Linked DNA regions of Sus scrofa: region 1 is linked to region 2. Evidence: chromatin contacts called from public promoter capture Hi-C data. All regions are on one chromosome and are shown on one strand. Each heading gives the region's core, a stretch centred on a gene start, on an enhancer-like site or on the middle of the called end of the contact. The rest is flanking DNA. Distances are from core to core; before and after follow the strand shown.

Region 1 (5,174 bases), core at 1,762-4,261, 660 kb before region 2:
TGCTGTCGTGCAGTAGGGAGAGAAAGGAACAGAAAGGGATCTAGAAGGAGAGGTGGGATGCCAAGATTGCCAGGGCAACGGCAGGTTTTTGTGACAATGGCTGCCAATATCTCTCCAAATCAGTTTCCAATCACCCTCCATAAGCCAGGCTGTTCGACCACTCTTATGGGGCAAAGCCCTGCCCATTCTAGGAAAAAAATCCCTCCAGGGTACCACATCTCAACTTTCCAGCTTGTAAACCCTAGCTAATTCAACTCAATAAGCAACTGAGTTGTAGCACTGAGCGGGGGGCTGGGGGGGGGAGGGTTCCTTGATGGTAGTTGAGAGGTTGGTGAAGTACAGGGATGAACCATTCACAGGCAACAGAAGGGAGATCCATAAACCAGAAAAGGCTGAACCACTCAAAAACCACATGGTGGGGATGCTCAGAGTTGGACTGGACCATTCTGAGGAGTGGGCATGATCTAGATCATACCAATCCTTCATGCATGTGGTGCAGCACTGGACTGCTGGGGAGGCAGGCTGCACTGCTCAGGGGCAGGACTTACCAGATGGAGTTTGGTGTGCCCTGTCTCATTGGAACCAATGCCCCAACAGCGGGGTGCAGCAGACCACAGCGGGTAGAGGTGGGTGTACTACCGGGCCGGCATGGTGCCTGGGGGAACCTAAAAGAAAAAAGCCGATTAAAGGTGGGATCCCTGATGCTGGAGAATTTTCCTGTCCCATTACTGACAGTCAGAGGGGATGGGAGAATCTGTTTCCATGGCAACCAGGAAAAGCCACTGGAAAGTGGTCCTCCAGGCTTTCCTTTTAGGAAGCAGCCTAGACCACAGAGGGAGGGGAGCATGCTATAGCATCTGTGATAAGTCAACAGTGGACACCCAACCCATGATTCCTCTTCTGACTGGACCCTCCTGCTGAGAGTCCCTGGTCTCAGAGTAGCCCCAACTGCCTGATACCTACACCCAAATCAGCTTCAGTCCTGGCTTCAGGCTCACAGAAACTATTTCTTCAGCTCTGCTGCCTCCCTAACCTTATCAAGACACCAGTCAACCCCACCCTGTGGACTCTGCCCCCTCTCCTTCCCCCAGGCGGGTGCAGGCAGATCTTGGTGAGAGCACAGGTGGCCAGACGAGATGAACGGGCCCAGCAGGGAGAAACCTTCCTCCTATGACTCTGGGCCTGGGTTTGGAAGTGGCCTCTGCTGCAAGCCTCCCTTCCATCCACCCCTCAAGGCCATATCCTGTTTCCCCATCACATCCTTCCTCTGTGTGGCCCAAGAAGGTGATAGGGGCCCACTCCCTCCCCTCCTAACTCTGAGACACAAGAACCAGGTGTCCATGCAGGGGTCAGACCTAAGTCTGCCCTCACCTCAAACTCACTCCTCAGGGACCTATGTTTTCTGCTCTCTTAGCCATAGTTCTCTACCCTTAAGGACCCAGACACTTGGGTCCCAGTCTAGCCTCTCCACTTCCGGCCTTCCAGCCCCCATCCTTCCCCCTGCCCCTAGAGACTCAGGCCCCCAGCCCCCAACCTCCATGATGCAATGTGCTGCAAGCTGCCTTGGCTGCTGATGACACTGCCCCCGGGGGGAGGTGCTATTTCTGACCCAAGCAAGGCCCCTCACCTGGCCAGAGTAGTGGTCAGCTGCAGGCTAGAGAGGCCAGGCAGGCAAGTTCCTTCTGCTGGAGAAGGGAGCTTGAGGCTGGATCCCTCCAGGACAGGGACGCTCAGAATGTGAGACCAGGGAGTGAGTGAGCGAGAGTCTATGTGTGTGTAGTCTGTAGCATTTGTATATGTGGTTGTGTTGAGGGAGAAAGGGAAGCTGGGGAGGGTCTAGCCTACAGAGAGGGGAGTGGCAGGCCTTAGGACAGACTAAGAGGAGGAGTGAGGGGCAGCCGAGGGGGTCAGCGGGGTGTGTATGGGGTGTCTGGACACCAGAGTGGGGGAGGGGCCAACAGCCGTTTAAAGGGCCAGCCCCAGAGCTTTAATCCCTCACCAGCTCTGGCCCCAAGCCGGAGGCTGTAATTCATCTGTCCAACAGCTGGGGTGGGTGTGTGTGGTGGGGGGGGGCATGTGGACGGGAAGGGGGAGCTGGGGGAGGGGCCGCGGCTTTCTTGTGCACAGAGCCAAACAACAAAAGGAAAAGCTGAAGGGCCAGCTCCAGTGTGCCCAGGCCAGGCTGCTGACCCACAGACCTGCCAGTGGCCCCCACCTGGTGGCCAACAGGCTCTGTAGTTTAGACTCATGGATTCTTGGCCAAGGACTCCATGAACCCAAAGGTGGGGCCCTGGAGAAGGCCCACGCTGAGTGCCCCCCCAGGCAGGCTGTCAGCCCTCCTTGCAGGTCCCAGCTGCAGCCCGATCCCAGACCTGGCAGGCCTCGCAAAAGATTCAGCCTCAAATGCCCTGCTCACCGGCCAAGCCTCCCCAGACATGGTCTGCCGGCTCGGCTCCCCCTCCCGCTGGCGCAGGGTGGCAGCGGCCACACCGAGGCTGTCCCTTTAAATCATTACCACCCCTGATGGTGTGGATGAACTGAGGGCCCTGCCCCCCAGGCAGGCAGCTTGCCACCTCCCCCCCACGAGTCCCCAGAAATGTGAGGGCCATTTAAAGGGACAACAGAGAGGCAGCCGGGTCCCTAACCGCCCCCGCCCCCACCCCGCGTACACTCGCAGCCCCTTTCCCCCACGACACACAGCCCCTTGCCCCTCCAGAGGGCCCCCCAAATTCCGGTTCTCTCCCCACCCCTAGAGACTGCTAGAGGAGAAAGGGGGCCAGAGTTGGGGGGCGGGGAACTGGGGGAGCGAGAAAAGGACAGGGACTCCCTCCTTCCTCAGAGCCCCAGGGGACAGGTCGGAAGGAAAGCAAAGCCAGGAGAAGCAGCGAGACAGAGCCCCGAAAGGTGCCGCGGGCAGACCTGGGACGCACAGGCTGTCGGGCGACGGGAAGGGAGTCAGGCTGCACGAGACGGCGGCGCGGCCGGCGGGTGACCAGCCCAAGTGGGGGAGATGGAACGAGGAGGGCCGGGGGAAAGCGGCAAGGCCGGGGGCGACGGGGAGACGGAACCGGGGAAAGGGGTCAGCCGGGAGGGTGTGGAGGAAAATCCGAGAAGGGAGGGCGAGCCAGGCCGGGGTTACCTGCTGGGTGTCTGTCCCCCGGCGGTGCCCCCGGAGTCCGGGTAGGGAGGGGGGAGCAGCAGGGGGGGAGTGGGGGCTGGGGGGGCGGGGGAGACGGTCCCTCCTCTGCCTCCTGGGCCTGCCCCGGCGCTTGCAGCCTCTGCCTCCCTCCCTCCTCCTCCCCGTCCCTGAGTCCCGGAGTCAAACAAAGAACTGTAGCAGGCTCTCCCCAACCCCCTCCCTCCTCCTCCTCCTCCTCCTCCTCCTCCACCTCCTCCTCCCCTCCCTCCCTCCCCACCAGCAGGCTCCCTCCTCCTCCCTTCCGGTCTCTTCCTTCAACTACCCGCCCCCCCCCCAGCCCCCAGCACTGGTCTCTCTACCCACCCACCCGAGCCTTTTACACACCCCTCGGCCAGCCCTGTCCCCGCAAAGGAAACCGTGGAGTCCCTCTGCAAAATTGAAAGGCTCCAGAGAACATGGGAGGGGATTGGGGTCTTGCTCAAAAATCGAGAACCACAATACAATTATTTTATTTTCACAGCCAGAGGAATAGTCTGAGCTGTCTCTTCTTCAAGAAGGGGGGGAAAAAATAATCCCAAAGAAAGCAATACAAATCTGACTAAAGCCCTCATCAAATAAAGTGCACAATGCAGTGGAAGCTAATCCCCAAACCCCTCTCCCCCCACCTACCAAATTAACACAAACTCTCCATTCCTAAGATCATGGTCAGTTGGAAGCAGGCTTACCAACCATAATAGTAAAATAATAACTAACAACATTTAACAAGAACAAGCATTTCATAACAAGCGTTCATTCAGTGTTCATTCTGTGCCAGGGACTGTGCTAAATGCTTTGCATAAATAATTTTGTTTTTCCCAGTCAACAGCCTAGAAGGTAGGTATTGATATTTAAATTTTCCAGATGAAGACTATGAGGCTCCGAGAGGTGGTCACCTTTCCAAGTACTTATAGCCACGAAGTGGCAGAGCTAGGAATGGAATCCAGGTCTGATCTGACAGCCCGAATTCTAAGGTATACAATAAGAGAAACCAGTATCCAATACCATAACCAACCCCAGGACTTAACAGAGAAGGGGAAACCATAGCTATCAAGTGAGTCCCCTTCCTTCAAGAGTGAGATCTACCCACCGACACAGAATAAAGGCCCTGACTTTCCTAATACAATCTAATACAGTTTCTTGACTCGCTTCCTCACTGTTGGGGGTGTGCGTGAGGTGCCACTGACTAAGGTCAGGGCTGAACTGGTATCCGGTGAATTCCGCATGCCACACACAGTTCTTCTGAGTGAGGAGCTATCTGGCAATTTCAACTCAAAAGGAGGGGGGGGCAACGAAACACTTGGCAATGCAGCAGGTGGGAAAGGAAAAAGACTGCTGGGAGGCTGGGGGAGGGGGGCGCTTGGAGGGAAAGCCCTTCTGTGCCAATCTAGGGAAAAAGTGACCCAGGGTTCTCTTAACCAGCAAAGGGGCAAAGTCTTTCCACTGCACCACACCCCGTGCCCCGCCCCCTCACAAAACTCCAGGCCAGGGTTTCCCACCTGCAGGGCCCTAAGGCCAAGGAAGAGAGAGGAGGGGAAAAAAGCAGGCACGGGGCTGCAACACGACTTGGGGGGTGGGGTGCGGAATGTAAAGGGGAGGAGGCCTCATCGCCTGGCAACTGTCCCTGGGCACGTGCAGTGGTGACATCATCCCAGGCAACCTTTAACACAGACCTTTGACCCCGAGGGGCGGAGAGGGGCCGCAGGCTAAGCTTCCTGGGAAACAGCCTTAGGAATTCTGGGAACCCAAAAAGGAGAGGAAGGAAGGAACCCAAGCGTCCCGCCCTTATCTATTGCCCCCGGTACGGCTCCAATCCCTGGGACTCGGGCCCCTCGGCTCCTCCTCTCCGGCTCCAGGCCTGACCTCCCAACCCACATTTCTGACGAAGTCCCGACACGCCTCTCTGAGATACTGTGCCTTCTCTCTCCCGGGCGATATCTCGGGTGGGGGGCGGGAGGTGGGCGACAGGGGCACCAGGTCCCGCGGGGCTCCGTCTCCC
Region 2 (5,379 bases), core at 1,561-4,060:
GCCGGATCCTTAACCCACTGAGCGAGGCCAGGGATCGAACCCGCAACCTCATGGTTCCTGGTCAGATTCGTTTCCGCGGCGCCACAACGGGACCTCCAGGACTTCAGTTAATGGTGAAGAGGAAAATAAACGTTACGGATCTGAAGGTTCTGGCATCTGGAGCCTGGAGAACTTTAACCAGATGGCTCAGACCCCTGGCCTGGGGCCCAGTGGGCCAGGAGAGAAGGCAGACAGCGGTATGCTCGGTCTGGCCAGGTCGTCTGAAAGCCCAAGCTGGAGGTACCTGGCCAAGTGTGCCACATGGCTTCCCTTCACCTTTCCACTGCCCCCGTTTCTTTGCTCCTTGGACCCGTTTCAGGGCTGTTCTGGTTGACCACGTGGGCTGTGCACTGTAGCACAGCAGGGGGCAATAGGCACACACATCCTACAGTAAATTCCCTCCCTGAATGGGCTGACACGGCAGCCATGGCCCCGGGACGCCCCCCTTCCCCTTACCTGACAGAGGGGCCCCCAGCAGCCCCCCGATGCTCTCTACCATCTGCACCAGTCCCAGGCCACAGTATATCCTTCCGGTCCCCACCAGTTCAGGCAGCACGGAGAAGGCCACTGGGGTCAGAGCCCCTGATGTGAAGCCATAGGCCACAGACAGAGCCACCAAGGCTGTGGGAGCCTGAGCCACAGGGAACAGGGCGAGTATCACCCCCGTCAGGGTGGTCCAGAGCATCAGGAGTCTTGCCACAGGCCCTGGGACTGCATCCCCTAGACACCCAGAAGCCACTCGCCCCACAAGGTCAGAAATAGCAGCCACCGAGAGTAGGAAGGCAGCAGGAAGTGCGTCCCAATCCAGGTCCCGGAGATGGGCCACCAGGTGCACATAAGGGATGAAGTAGCCCGTGTTGATCAGGGTCAGGGCCACAGTGTAACGGAGGAAGGGGCCGTGATGGAGGAGGCAGGTGAGCTGGGCCCCGGGGCCACCCACAGCAGGGTCCTCAGCCAGGGAGAGTGGGCGGAGCAGAGCACCACAGGCCACCAAGTGGAGGGAGAGGGCAGACACCAGCAGTAGGGCCCCCCGCCAGGCATAGTGGCTGAGCAGCCATTGGAAGAGTGGGGCAAAAGCAAAGGAGGACAGGCCCACGCCCGTCAGCGCCAGCCCGGTGGCCAGGGACCGCCGGCGAGAGAAGTAACGGGACAGGCAGGCCAGGGTTGGAGTGAAGGTCAAGGCCCAGCCAGATCCTGTCAAAAGGAAGAAATGGGGGTTGAGGGACTCTTAGGGAGCTCAGGGCACCCAGTCATCCTCCCACCACTGCCTGAATGCGGCACAGGCCTGAGTTACGGTCCTAGCTCCATGCTTTCTAGCTGTGTGACCTTGTGCAGTTCACCTCCCACCTTCAGTCTCATTGCAAAACAGGGCTTATATATTTTATGAGACTCTGGAGGCTTAGAGATAATGTTTGCAAAGTACCACAGACCTTTGGAGTTAGACCTGGGCTCTCCCGTTTCTGGCTGCATGTGCTTCATTTGCGAGTAGCATAAGCTCATCTGTAAATAGGATAATGAAAAGTCCCTGCCGCCACTTCACAGTAACTCCAGTCCCACTAGCCCTGGGCTTGTACTTTCTGGATTCATCGTCTTTGAGTTTCCTGATCTTCCCTAACCGGTTTCTCACTTTAGTCACCTCTCTTTAAGAAGCCCCTCAGGGCCCAGGCGCCAGCCAAACCTTTCCCTCGGCTTCTCCCTAAGCCTTTCAAAGCAGCCAGAAGAAGGTAAAAAGTCCAGAGGCCAAAGACTCAGGCTTTTGACTCTCCGGCCCTTGCCCAGGGTCTCACCTGAGAGCAGCCCAATACTCAGGTACAGGTGGGTCAAAGAGGTAGCAAAGGAGGCGAGCAGCATCCCTAATGCAGCCAAGATGCCTCCAGCCATCACCACAGGCCTGGGTCCGAACTTCGTGCTCAGGGCACTGCCCACTGGGCCTGGAGAAGAGGAAAGGTTCTGGGGGAAGCGCCCAGGCGTCCTTCCCCAGCAACCACCCGCCCCATCTCCTTGACTGTCTCCCCCCACCCCCGCCTCCCTTCCGAGGGTCAAGGGTCGCAGGACTCTGGACCCAGGCGCAGCACTCACTCCCGAACTGCTGCACCGCGATTCCTATGGAAGCGATCCAGGAGACTCGCGCCGCCTGCTCCTCAAACGCCGCCACAAACTCCACAAAGAAGACGCCGAAGGAGCGGAGCACCCCGAACACCAGCGCCGACTGGAAGAACGCTGAGAGCACCACCATCCATCCCCAGCCCCCGTCGGGGGGCTCAGCCCTATGTGCCATCAGGGAGGCAACAGGGCAGCCGCCACCAAGAGACCTTCGGGAGCAGGGCTCAGGAGGTTGCGCCCACCCACCTGGCCACCCAGCCGGCCGGCTCCGGACCGCGCGGGGGCGGAGAGGATGGTAGCGAGGAAAGCACCTACGAGGGCTTGAAAGATGCAGAGAGGCTGCGTGAGGCGCCTGCGCCTTTTCCTTAGTGGGGGAGCGATATAGGTGGGGTGACCAGGCCCTCGCTGGCCCCCCGCGTTCAGCGCCAGGGGGCGTGGCTACGCTGGCGGTAGTCGAGAGTCCGGGCCCGGGTGGGACAGACGGAGGCAGGGGCGGCCATTCGGTCTAGGAGCCCGGGGGCGGGGGCAGCACTGGCTTTGAGCCCCACCCCTGGGGCGCCAGCCTCCGGGTGGATCATCAATCTTATCATCGGAAGGGTCAGCACCTGGCCAGCCCGGCCGACATCCCCGTCTGCAGCTCACCAATGAAAACGCGGAACTCCTCGGCGAGGGGCGGGGCCAGAGGGGCGGGGCGGGGTTTAGAGCCCGTTCCTTGCAGGGGCAACGAGCCCGGCGCATGCGTGAGGCGGGGACTTTCCGGGACCAAGTCAGCGGACCCCGCGTGACCCAGGAGCCTACGAGGAGGCTCCTTCGGTCTCCTGTCTACCTAGCGGGCTAATTCGACCAGATTTCAGCACGGAGACGTGCACGTAAGGAGTCCCTGGGGGTTGGCGGTGGGTGAACTACTTCAGGAGAAGATAACGTACCTGCTTAATGAGGGACCCAGGAGTTGAAAGGTGGGGCGGGGGTGGGTGGGGGAGGGGGTTCCGAGGGATTCTGAGATAAGACTAAACAAAGTATCTGGCCAAGCACCTGAGGCCACTAGAATCTAGCCGGCTAGATCCCCGAGGGATTCAAAGACCAAGGAAGGAGGCAAGGGAATGGGCTGTTGGACTCCTGCGCTGATTTCTGTAATAGGAACTCGTTCCTGTTCCCTGTTCCCACTAACAGGAAACCTACAGGTCACGGAGACCAAAAATAACTGGGGAGAGGAAGTGCAGCTCTGAGCTCACTGGAGCCCCACCAAGCACCCTTCTTCAGTGGGGCTGGAAACTTTTCCTCTGCACTCTAGTAACAAGCACTTCCTGACCACAATTTTTGATCTCATGGTGGGATAGACTAAAGAGACAAGCTGTGACCACCACTGGAGCAATAAGCCCCTTCTACCCCACCAGCACCCAATTTCTCCAGTCTTACACAGCGCTATAGGGCTCGGCTTCAAGATCTTTAGGACACTGACCTTGAAATGTGAGCTCAAGTGTTCATACCGGACAAGTGGGCTGGGATGAGGAGGGAGGCTGGGTACTTTTCAAAAGCGTATTGAATCTTTATATGTGGGAAATAAAAATAATCATGCCCCAGATGCTCTTTTTTTGGGGGGAGGGGGGAGTGGGGTCAGAACTTTGGCTGGTGGGGACTGCATCAAAGATGTGGAAATTGGTGTGGCTGTATGATCGTGCCTAAGGGCACAGTCTTTAGAATCAAATCAGAGTTTCAGTCCGGGCTTGATCACTTGTTAACTTGACCAAGATCTTGAACCTCTCAGCTGGTTTCCCTAGTTGTAAATTGAAGCTAATAATAGTACCTACTTTTAGGATTGGCAGGGGAGTTGAATTAGAAAATCTATATGCTATCGGAGTTCCCGTCGTAGCTCAGTGGTTCATGAATCCAGCTAGGAACCATGAGGTTGCGGGTTTGATCCCTGGCCTCGCTCAGTGGGTTAAGGATCTGGCATTGCTGTGGCTGTGGTGTAGGCTGGCAGCTGTAGCTCCAATTCGACCCCTAGCCTGGGAACCTCCATACGCCGTGGGAGTGGCTCTAGAAAAGGCAAAAAGACAAAAGAAAAAACCCCAAAAGCAAAAAACTCTATGCTAAAAGGCATAGTTTAGAGCCTGGCATGTAGCAGGAGGTAAGTAATAGTAGCTGGTTTCATTTTACACAGGGGATAAGCTGTAGTGGGAGAGGAAGGAAGGTTTTAGTTTAGCTTCTTTGTTTTGTTTTTTGCTTGAAAAAAAAAAATCTAATCCAGATCATGGGTTTTCAAAGATTGAGAAACATAATCACAAACAAAATGTTGGAAGGAACTTACTCCTTCCATGTTAATGGACTTGTTTCACAGACGAGGAATTTAAATCCAAAAGGAAGGTAAGTTATCAGAATTAGTGATCCTTTTTCTTCTGCCCACAGGGCAGAACAAAGCTGGGCAGCAAGAAACACGGGGCAGGGGAAAGGGTGGAAGAGAAGCATGTGTCAGACATGGATGGATTCCAAGGCACCATTGCTGGGGAGGGGTAAAGTTGGCACACTGGCTCTAACCACACAGCCTTCTCACTGCCACCTCTAGCTCCTGTTGTCCTTACGGGACTCAAGTCCTATCCATTTTCCATGGCGGTGGTGGTGGTAGGGGGTATCCCAAGCATTAAGTTCCCCAGCACAGATGCATCCCCCAGCCTCTTGGTATTATTAGTGGCTTCCTGGTTTCTCCCTGCCGCCTCCACACCTCAGGCAGGAAGTGACTTCAGAGCAGCAGGATGCAGGTGGCTCCGGAGAGACTTCATGAAGTCACTGGTTCCTACACAATGAGCCGGAAGGCAAGGGGAGAACAAGGGCCCCTCAAAACATCTGGTGGCATGGGCACAAAGTCCAAGATGGTATCCAGGAGGGAAGACCCCCTTTCCCCCCCTCCAGCTTCTCCCAGTCCCCAGATCTGCCCAGGCAAGAACCCAGGACACAGCAGGCAGCACAAAGAGGCTTCTTTATTCCATGATTCTGATCTTGCAAGATCTAACATCTCCACCCCTTGGCACTCTGCACCTGCCCATCCAATCTGCTAAAAAACCCCACAATGGTTCCTTCTCATGTCACTCCTCTGCTTTCCCTCCCTCCTTCAGTTCTGCCGCGGGGAGTAAGAGGGAAAGAGGGAGAAGAGGAGCTGTCTTACCAGTCCCCAAGTGACAGTCACTAGCACTGACCTGTCTTGAAGCTCCACCCCACAATTTCAAAGCGCTTCTTACCCTC

The links. Promoter capture Hi-C pulls out the DNA fragments that hold promoters and counts their contacts.
Region 1: a contact with region 2 is called in a promoter capture Hi-C map of liver, with 2.7 times the contacts expected there. The contact joins the promoter of LOC110255906 here to the promoter of SLC16A13 in region 2. A contact is called at or near these places in 1 of 5 promoter capture datasets (liver) and 1 of 2 datasets of contacts at active chromatin or transcription factors (alveolar macrophages).

The regions. Positions count from the first base shown.
Region 1 is chr12:53,089,495-53,094,668 of Sscrofa11.1, reverse strand. LOC110255906 (collagen alpha-2(V) chain-like) reads left to right here and starts at 3,011. Exons shown (of 4, transcript XM_021066316.1): 1 at 3,011-3,180; 2 at 4,681-4,762; 3 at 4,908-5,174. The coding sequence starts at 3,011. It overlaps KDM6B (lysine-specific demethylase 6B), which reads right to left. Exons shown (of 26, transcript XM_021067833.1): 2 at 549-665.
Region 2 is chr12:52,432,950-52,438,328 of Sscrofa11.1, reverse strand. SLC16A13 (monocarboxylate transporter 13) reads right to left here and starts at 2,810. Exons shown (of 4, transcript XM_003131926.4): 1 at 2,119-2,810; 2 at 1,827-1,970; 3 at 496-1,233. The coding sequence starts at 2,317. SLC16A11 (monocarboxylate transporter 11) reads left to right here. Exons shown (of 6, transcript XM_005669186.3): 5 at 1-3,011; 6 at 3,313-3,722. BCL6B (B-cell CLL/lymphoma 6 member B protein) reads right to left here. Exons shown (of 9, transcript XM_003131927.6): 9 at 5,098-5,379.